Linked DNA regions of Triticum aestivum: region 2 is linked to region 1. Evidence: chromatin contacts called from public Hi-C data. All regions are on one chromosome and are shown on one strand. The core of a region is the stretch at or near the end of the contact, and the rest is flanking DNA. Distances in the headings are between cores, read along the strand shown.

Region 1 (4,917 bases), core at 780-3,279:
GTCTAGCGATTCGAGTGCGCCTGGGCCCAAACTCCGAACCGAGCCCGTGCATCCCCGTGCTTGATCCAGCCAGCTCTGGAGGGCCAGACCCACGGATCAGAGTACCTCATGTTTTCCGTTCCATGCTCTCAAAAAAAAAATGTTTCCCGTTCCATGGGTTCCTGTGAAAGAAACTAGTAGGACCAGCGAATCCATGGTACGAGGTCTACGGAGGGCCAGTCGTGTTCCTCTCTTTCGTCCACGTTCCTGCTATGCAGTGCCGCTTGTTGGTTACAGCGAGGGCCACATTTTATTCTAAATTTTGTATCAGCAGATTGTAACTTTATTGCTTTGCAATAAAAAGAATTTACACCTGCAAATTTTTTTTTAACAATATCGTCACGATTTCCAGTGCTAGTAAGCACCAAGCAGGGCATTTACATCTTTAATTAATGGATTAATCAGGAGCACCGTCGGCGGCAACAGCCAGCGAGCTACCGCAACAGTTGAGAGCGATTCTAACAGTTCTGCTTTTGGAGATGTTTGCCTCCCTGATTGAAACGGAGATTGGAGAGAGACAGAGACAGTGCATGTGCTTACATATAGCTATTAAAATTACCGAGCCTAGTTAGTTAAAATCGAGGTTTCTTTGGCATAAACTGAGGAAGCATGAGTGGATATACCGTCGATGAGAAAGAGGCCAAGGAATTCACCAGCGGTATAAATTTGGATTCACCACATGGGTTGAGTCGCCCCGTTTGGAATCTGGAGACAGGATCTTCCTCCCGGGAACGACCATACCAAGTGTGTCGTTTGGATTTCTATATGATGTGTGATAAACACAAAAAACAATCTCGGTTCTGTTGAACTAGCGTGTCTTCTTTGACATTAATCTTTTAGCGAAAATGTAATGTTCGTACAAGAGGTGGTGGAAAAGGAGAATAACAAGTTTGAGCGCTTCCAGAAAAAGAGATAAAAGCACCCCCTGATTAAGTTTGAGACTAAAATATTACATATTGTGCAAGTTAGGGTATCTGAGATGCTTTTACCTCTCATAAAAAGTAGTGGATATGCTCAAACAGAAAACAATGTCAAGTGGAGTCGCTGTGTATACTAGTAGTGGTAGAGACATACTTACACCGATGCACGATGACATGGGAGGTAGAGTCACCGCATAGGTTGTGCGTTGGCCGTCGCCAGCTAACTGAGACAAGCTTTTGATCACCTGGCCATGTATGAGCTTCGTCACCCCGGGTGCGGCAGGACTTTAGGCTAGCCACAGTGGGAGTAACTTCAATAGTAACATCGAGTCTAACTCAGTAAAATTGCTTACGTGATAATGAGTTAATGAGGAAAATAATAGTTACAGTAACTTAGCTAGTTACTGTAACATCGCATGTCCCAATACAATATGAGTCTATAACCTAATAAATGAAGCTTTGTATGTCACTACCACACTCGTAGTAACATAGACTAGGGATATGTGTATGTCACTACTCCTAGACTATGCATTGTGGCTAGTCTAAGGATATGTGTATAAAGAGTACAGCATATGTTACTAACTTACTATGCACTGTGGCTAGTCAAGAATTGATGTTCCGCCATCTTGGAACGGATGCCCGGATTTGTTTACCAATCCAACACAAAAAACAAGGCCTGTTCATAGAGTCGCCACGACCACGCCTAGGGCAAGAGCAAGGGAAGCGGAGCAAAGCAAGAAACACCGCCCGCATCCGCCTCCCTCGACCTTATCCGCCGCGCCGCCCCGAGTTCACCGGCCGTCCTTTTTCCCGTTCCAAAAAAACTAAAAAAGGAAAACGTTCGGCCGCTCGCTCGCATATGCCGCAGCTCTCCCGAATTTTCCAGACTCCTCCGCCCGTCCGTCCGTCCGTTTGTTGGGTTCCTCCCCCACCACCACGACGCGATGCCCTCCGACCGATGCGAGCCACGCGATCCCGATCGCCAAAAGATAAGGGACGGCGACCGGCGCCCCGCTGACACCCGGGCCCCCACGCCGTATTCCCTCTCCACGAATCTCTCCCCTGGCGCACGCCACCCGTCTCGCGTACCGGCGCCCCGCGCCCGCTCCCGCGCCGCCACGCGTCCTGCGCTTTTCGCCCCCTCGTCGCCGCGGCGGCCACCGGCTCCGCGGCTATAAAGCACACGCCCCGGCTCCCTCCTTCTCCAAGCACAAACCAGACTCGACTTCTTCTCCTCCTCTTCCGGCGCCGGCACACTCGGGACAGGCAATCCAATCCATCCCCAGCTCGTCGAGCGAGAGAGAGCAGCGACACCGCACCGCACGTAGTGCGCCACGAGCATCCGGTCCGGAAGCATCCAGCCCAGCCGAAAGACGGCAGGATATATCATAGCTGCTGATAGCTAGCGCGATCGACGCTTTCTGTTCCGGAATAGATTCGATTCCCTTAACCATTCTTGCGGTCGGTCGGGGAGGTTCGCCCATTTTTAGCGCGATCGTTGCTAGCCCGAGCGCTTTTGTTGGAGCGAGCGCCAGAGCCCCCCGCGTGCCTTGTGCGTCTGCTGCCCGCGCGAGCGAGCCGAGGAGGAGGAGGAGGAGGGGCGGAGGGAGGGAGGGATGGCCGGGAGCATGCAGGCGGCGGACGCAGCGGGGCGGATCAGCGCGCTGCTGTCGCTGCTCGCGCTGCGCCGGATCCTCGCCGTGCTCCAGCCCTTGCTCCTGCTCCTGCTCCTGCCCTTCCGCTGGCGGGCGGCGCGCCAGGGGGACGCGGCCGCCGCGGACGCCGTCGTCTCGGCCTCCGCCTCCTCCGGGAAGAAGGCCAAGGCCGCCGTCGTGCTGCGGGTGCCCGCCGTCTGCTCGCGGAGGCAGGCCCTGGCCCGGCGCGAGGCCGCCATGCGCCGCGCCAGGGAGGCCGGGCGCGACTACGAGCTCATCCCCACCGCCCGCGGCGAGACGCTCTTCACGCAGTCCTGGTGGCCGCACGCCTCCTCCTCCTCCGCCGTCAAGCCCAGGTAGGAATCCATTCAAAAAACAAATCCACGCAAAATTTGTCCTTTGTTCAGCCCGGGTGTCCTCTGTTGTTGCCGTGCTGATTGTATTTCTGTCTTTTTTTGGTGATGCAGGGCGCTTGTTCTTGTCATGCACGGGTTGAACGAGCACAGGTGAGAATTCGGTTCCCTTCCTCCTCTGTTTTTCTTAAAAAATTACAGTAACTCGTGTGGCCGGTAGCTGATTGTTGGGTACCTTGGATCGATTTGGCAGTGGGAGGTATGATCACCTGGCGAAACGATTGAACGCCATGGATGTCAAGGTTTACGGCATGGACTGGACTGGTGAGTTTCTCTTTCCTTTTTCCTCTCTTCTTATTTCATTTTGGTTGCATGATGCTTAGTACGTATACGTTATTAGTGCTTAACATTGCTTGACGGAAAATATTGAAGGCAATTAATTTTATGAATTGCGTATAAAAGAGACCAATGATGTTGAATTCTCTTCTAAGTTTCCCCTTGACTGAATGAATTAAGGCGATTTACTCGTGAATCTGAACACTTGAGGGATTGGATGAGTGCTACATACTCTGTTTTTCTGTTCTTCGAACGATTTGTAGTACACTGTTCAAAGCATAATTTTAATTAAAAAGGACGGCTAATTTTTGCCGTCGACAGTTAAGTATAGTTCTTTGCCAATCAAGCTGTCAACTTAAAATTGAGACTAATCATGCGGATTTTATTGACTCTGAAGATCAATAAAAATTTCTGCTGACGTGCAGCCAATGGTTACCATCTTCCATAACCTGGCGATACATCTTTTATAATGAAATGAACTATACTACTCCCTCTGTTCCTAAATATTTGTCTTTTTAAACATTTCAACAAGTGACTACATACGGAGCAAAATGAGTGAATCTTCACGCTAAAATATGTCTACATACGGATGTATGTAGTAGTCCATTTGAAATGTCTAGAAAGACAAATATTTAGGAACGGAGGGAGTACATGAGTATAAAAAAAAATCCATGATGATACGTATCTTCTGTCTAACCTGGCGATTTTGTTGTGATACAGGCCATGGTGGAAGTGATGGTCTACATGGATACGTCCAATCTCTTGATCTTGCTGTCCAGGACATGGTATGAGCAAAGAAATTGACTAGTTCTTCCTGTTATCTGAGACCATCTGCACAAATTCTTATTCAAAGGCTTTTTTTACTCAATGCAGAAAATGTATCTGAAGAAGATCTCAGCCGAGAACCCTGGCGTCCCATGCTTCTGCTTTGGGCACTCCACCGGTGGAGGCATCATCCTCAAGGTACCACCATCACCTGTGACTTGCTTGTTCCATCAGAATTGTGTATGCAACTCGTATATCTTATGGTGTTCCTCGTTTTGGCTATAGGCTGTGCTTGATCCGGAGGTCGACGCTCTTGTCAATGGCATCATCCTCACATCGCCGGCTGTCCGTGTTCAACCCGCGCATCCTGTCGTCGCGGTATGCCACAGTTTTTGTTGAAAGAAATGCACACCAACATCTTCAGAAACATATCAAATAATAACTGATTTTGAATGTTTGCTGTAGGCGCTTGCCCCGGTTTTCGCGCTGATAGCACCGAGGTACCAGTTCACGGGGTCGAGCAAGAACGGGCCGGCGGTGTCGCGCGACCCGGAGGCGCTGAGGGTCAAGTACTCGGACCCGCTGGTGTTCACGGGTTCCATCCGGGTGCGCACCGGCTACGAGATCCTCCGGCTCACGGCCTACCTGCAGCAGCACCTGCGCAGGGTCACGGTGCCGCTGCTGGTGCTGCACGGCGCCGACGACATGGTGACCGACCCGGAGGGCTCGCGCCGGCTGCACCGGGAGGCCTCCACCCCGGACAAGGCCATCCGGCTCTACGACGGCCTGCTGCACGACCTGCTCATCGAGCCCGAGAAGGAGGTGGTGCTTGGCGACATCGTCGACTGG
Region 2 (4,917 bases), core at 1,569-4,068, 180 kb before region 1:
CCAGTATGCAAGTGAGTACCAGTTACTAAATGAACACTTTTGTTTTTTTGCTAAATTATTTATACTCCTGGTTTTGTTCGATCTCAAGTAATACTCCTACTTTTTTAAGCAGCTTGTTGGAACGGAAAGATTTATACACCTGATACAGGCAACTCTGCAGGGGCAGACCCACGGATCAGAGTACCTCATTTTTGGAATCCATGGTACGACGTCTACGGAGGGCCAGTCCTGTTCCTCTCTTCCGTCCAATTTCCTAGGAAATGCAGCTGAAAATAATCTAATAATACGGCCGACGATTCCAGTGTTATGCTAGTAATCCAGCAACCAGGGTATTTACATCTTTAACAATTAATCGCAGGAGCACCGTCGGCAGCAACAGCCAGCGAGATATCGCAACAGTTGATCGCGATTCTAACAGTTCTGCTTTTGGAAGCAATCTTGCAGATTTGAGATGTTTGCCTCCCTGATTGAAACAGAGATTGGAGAGAGTCAGAGACAGTGCATGTGCTTACATATAGTAGCTATTAAAATTACCGAGCCTGGTTAGTTAAACTCGAGGTTTCTTGGTACAAACTGAGGCAGCATGGGTGGATATACCGTCGATGAGAAAGAGGTGAAGCAATTCACCAGCAGTATAAATTTGGATTCACCACATGGGTTGAGTCGCCCCGTTTGGAATCTGGAGACAGGATCTTCCTCCGACGAGGAGTATACTTCATCTACATCCACGGCTGGAGTGAGCATACAAAGTGTGTCATTTGGATGCCTAAACTGCAAAATAAACACAAAAACAACTGCGGTTTTTATGACCCAGTATGTTTTCCTTGAAATTAATCTTTCAGCAAGAATATGATGTTCCTAGAAGAGGAGGTGGAAAAGGAGAAAAACAAGTTTGACCTTTGCCAGAAAAAAACCATTGCAAATGCTCATAGTTATGACATACATAATGGCAAACTTGACAACAATGGGAGGTAGAGTCATTGCGTGTGCTCGTAGTCTGAAAGTCCTATTCCGACCCCGAGCTCAAATGGACCCTCATGAAGAGTAAAATAGAAAAAATTCAAACAATTCTGAAATTTTTCTGTGTAAAAAATTTCAGCACGAAATGACATTCGTGGGAGCAATAAAAAAATCAGCACTTCAAAATATTTTCAAAACTAGCATTTTTTTAGCATCGCTTTTTCTGCCACGACTTCCACGAATGTCATTCGTGTTGAATTTTTGCAAGCATACAAAACATTTGTCAAAGTTTACCAAAAAAGATCATTTTTTTAGTTTTTTTAATTTTACTGTTCATCAGGAAGCATTTGAGCTCGGGAGCAAATACTCCACGTCCCTCCTAGTCGAGATATACAGGATGACACGAAACCTGAGGACCGGCTTTTGGCATTTGTGGTTGTAAATGCTCTTAGTCTCATCTTTCAGTGAAATCATAATGTTCCCACCCCCTCAAAACAAAAACTTAATGTTCCCACAAGAGGAGGTGGAAATGGAGAAATCTTTCAGTGAACGAGATATATCCTATATTGACAGACGTATATTTTTCTTGTGGGTTTATATTTAGAGACATGTATAATTGTTGCCATGTTCACATGGCAAATGGGCACATTCTATTTGAATTAGACCATGTCAAAATAAAACATTTATCATGGCATATTTTAAATTACAGATACCATGACAAGTTCTCTCTACCATGACAATTTTATTGTAGATAGCATGGGAATTACTGACCATGTGGCAAATGTATCTTCTGCGGCTTGGCAAATCCATATTTCTTTTCCATTATGTGAAATGTTTTTTTTTACTTTCTCACATGGCAATTTTGCATATTTTTTGAACTATTCTAACAAAAATCATTTTATACACACCGTAAAAATTGTGTAATTTTCTTTATGGACCACAAAAAAAATATTTTAGCGAATACCATGGTCTTTCATCAAACCTACGCAATACGACATTTGCATTGATTATATGTAGTACATTTGCCATGATAAATTTACCTCTTTATCTTTATTTGCCATTACCTACAAAAGTCTTGTGGCGTGATTTTTTGGAGCATGGCAAATTTCTTTTCTTTGGACCATGGCAAATTAACTTACTTAACAAGCCATGACAAATTTTATATTTGAACTATGCCTAATTTATATTTGAAACATGGCAAAAAAAACATGTACCATTGAAAACTTATTTGTTGGACCATGGTCAATAATATTTTGGAACATGGCAAATTTTTTGAACAAACCATGGTAAATTTCTTTTTTGTACACATTTGTTGAACAAATCGTGGTTCATTCTTTTTTTTACACCATGGCAAATTTAGTTTAAACATCCCATGGCAAATTTATTTATTATTTCAGTTTTTCTTTTCAAATTTTTTTTGCTTGATCTTATCTGAATCAATGGCAACTTAGTTTCAAACATACTCCCTCCGTTTCAAAATAGATGACCCAACATATTAAAGTTAGTATAAAATTGGGTAATCTATTTTGGAACAGAGGGAGTAATTGCTAAGTCTAGACGCCAATGTGTTTATTTTATTTTATTTTTTCTCTAAAGTCTAGACGAGCGCATGACCATTGCAGAAATCGGAGGAAACCCTTCTTCATAAAAAAGAATTTTGCGGTGCCGGTGAAGCATTCCGACAAGGACGGCACACGGCTGCGGTTGCGGCATGAAGAAGCTGAGATAATCAGTCAATATCCGGTAGCCGACCTCGCACGTCACGACAGAGTTAGCCGATGCCGATAGCTGAGCTGACCTCACACATGGCGATAGAAAGCAGCAGCGGGCCATCCACTCGTAGATCGGGGAATCACGACTCCTGGCCACATCCCCATTTCCGGGCCGATTTTTGGGCGTGTTGCAACTCTCAGCTCCCGCCATCGTGGACCAGTCGAGTGCGACATCTCTGGACGTAACCGCGAGTTCGGCCAGCGAAATCCTGAGAACGCTGTGCGCCCAGTGAGACACAAGGACGCGGCCAGCCACCGGCGTAAAGATCGCTGTTACGACACGCCGAAAGCTCCACCAGGCCAGCGACACTGCAGCAGCGAGCAACACAAATACACACTGTGACAAGGAAAATGAAGGAAATCATCAATTGATTCTACCGCAGATTCTGATTTGAGAATCAAGACGCAGAAAAACGACCCCTGCGAGAGGGGAGGAATGCGTCTACATTATTGAGCGCTGCACCGGGCGACTCCAAGGAACGATCGAACGTTTTACCCTACCGAACAAAAATATGGGTCAAAAACATAGCTCGGGGGGACACACACCGGGAGCAGAGCAATCTCGGCCACCACCAGTCGTCACCCCATACCGTACCGCACCACACGTACTAGTAGTAGTGGTACTCCCTCCGTCCAGATTTATTAGGCCTAAAGACAACTTCTCTTAGACCAATACATATAGTAATTTGTGCACATTAATTCTTCCATTTCACTCCCAATGCACTCTCTCACATGCACGCAGCCAATAAAAAAACACGCATGAAGTGTATTAATTTCCCAGCCATGACACCAACAACAATGACTTTCAACGCAACCAATAAAATGGTTGCATGCATGCATCTTTCCAAAATGAGGCCTTATAAAAAGGGACATGCTTGTGGTGTTGAAAGGCCTAATAAACCCGGCGCCAAACAACGGAACGACTCATGCATGCCGTCCGGAGCGTTGAAAATCAAAACAGGGAAATGTTGTGCGCCTGCAATCATGCAATGCATGCTATATATAGGTTCATTCCACTGCTTACAATGCTACATGTACGAAACCCTACGTGATGATTTTACGTAAAAGCTGCACCTTAGGATTATTGTTAGTTCACTCACGATCGAAGCCAAACATACGGCAAGGCGATGGCGGCTTCCGCACATGAAAAGACCGGCCATGTAGCGCCGATGCTTCTTCAAGAACAAATTAAGAGAAGACCACGTAATCGATAAAACAACAAGAACACCACTACCACATATCCATCTTATTCGTTGACACACATGATAATTATACTGACAAAAGAATGATCACACTATACAAACAACACAATACATATGCATGCATGCATGCATGCATGTCTGGAAAACTTAACCACGTACCCCGCACAAAACAAAATTTTGAACCTCTTGCTTTCAGCATGGAGGGAGATGGTACAAAAGGAAGTTTGCACGCGTGCGTAATTAAAGAGAGTGTGTACGTGCTGTCTTAGAAAGTAAAAAATAGTACAACACCGAAAGTAAAAAATATATTCAGGTCCGTAGCGACGACTACAAGCACTAGAGCTAGCCGAAGGCACGCCACCATCATCGCCCCTCCCTCATCGAAGCCGGGAAAACTTTATTATAGTATACAGTCGGGAAGTCGTCGTGCTAAGGTCCCATAGGACAAGCGTACCAGAACAATAATCGCCACCTATGAAGAGAAGCATAGATCGAAAGTATCCAGCATGTAGACACACGAACACAGACTGGATCCACGTGGATCCACCGAAGACAAATGCCAACCGAATCCCATGAGATCCGCCGGAGACAAACGTCCATACACCCTCCAATGATGCTATATACACCATTGGAACGGGGGCTAGGCGTAGAGAAGCTTATTCCATTTGCAGAGAGCCGCCTCCGCCTCGCATCTCTGAGTAGGACTCAAAAAAGCATAAGAAAATGAAGCCCTCCCGCCGGGAAGGGCCAGGATCCACCGCTCCTCCATGGTCCTAAGACCACAGGAGATGAGGTAGACCGGCAAAGACGCCAGTGGGAGGCAGGAGAAATCCTAGCACAATGTGCAAGTACGAGCGGCCACCCGCCGCCATGCATGGTGTCTCAGTTTCTGATCCATCCGTAGCAGTCTCACGCACACTTAGTAGTACGTATGATGCACGATGCACAATGCACATGCATGCTAGCTACCCCCTCCGCCCCCA

The links. A called contact is a pair of places that touch in the nucleus more often than the background predicts.
Region 2: a contact with region 1 is called in a Hi-C map of leaf, with 2.1 times the contacts expected there. The contact joins the enhancer-like site here to the promoter of LOC123090890 in region 1. A contact is called at or near these places in 2 of 5 Hi-C or Micro-C datasets (both in leaf).

What each region holds. Positions count from the first base shown.
Region 1 is chr4B:42,979,285-42,984,201 of IWGSC CS RefSeq v2.1, reverse strand. LOC123090890 (monoacylglycerol lipase) reads left to right here and starts at 2,029. Exons shown (of 7, transcript XM_044512247.1): 1 at 2,029-2,970; 2 at 3,082-3,120; 3 at 3,221-3,291; 4 at 4,024-4,088; 5 at 4,177-4,266; 6 at 4,354-4,446; 7 at 4,534-4,917. The coding sequence starts at 2,576.
Region 2 is chr4B:43,162,787-43,167,703 of IWGSC CS RefSeq v2.1, reverse strand. No RefSeq gene overlaps it. Among protein-coding and RNA genes, the nearest start is that of LOC123089936, 16 kb to the left of the region's middle. Within about 2 kb of position 2,818, at least 1 of the 8 cell types and tissues checked has an H3K27ac peak or open chromatin away from gene starts, as enhancers often do. A contact at or near this core is called in leaf, where this site is marked.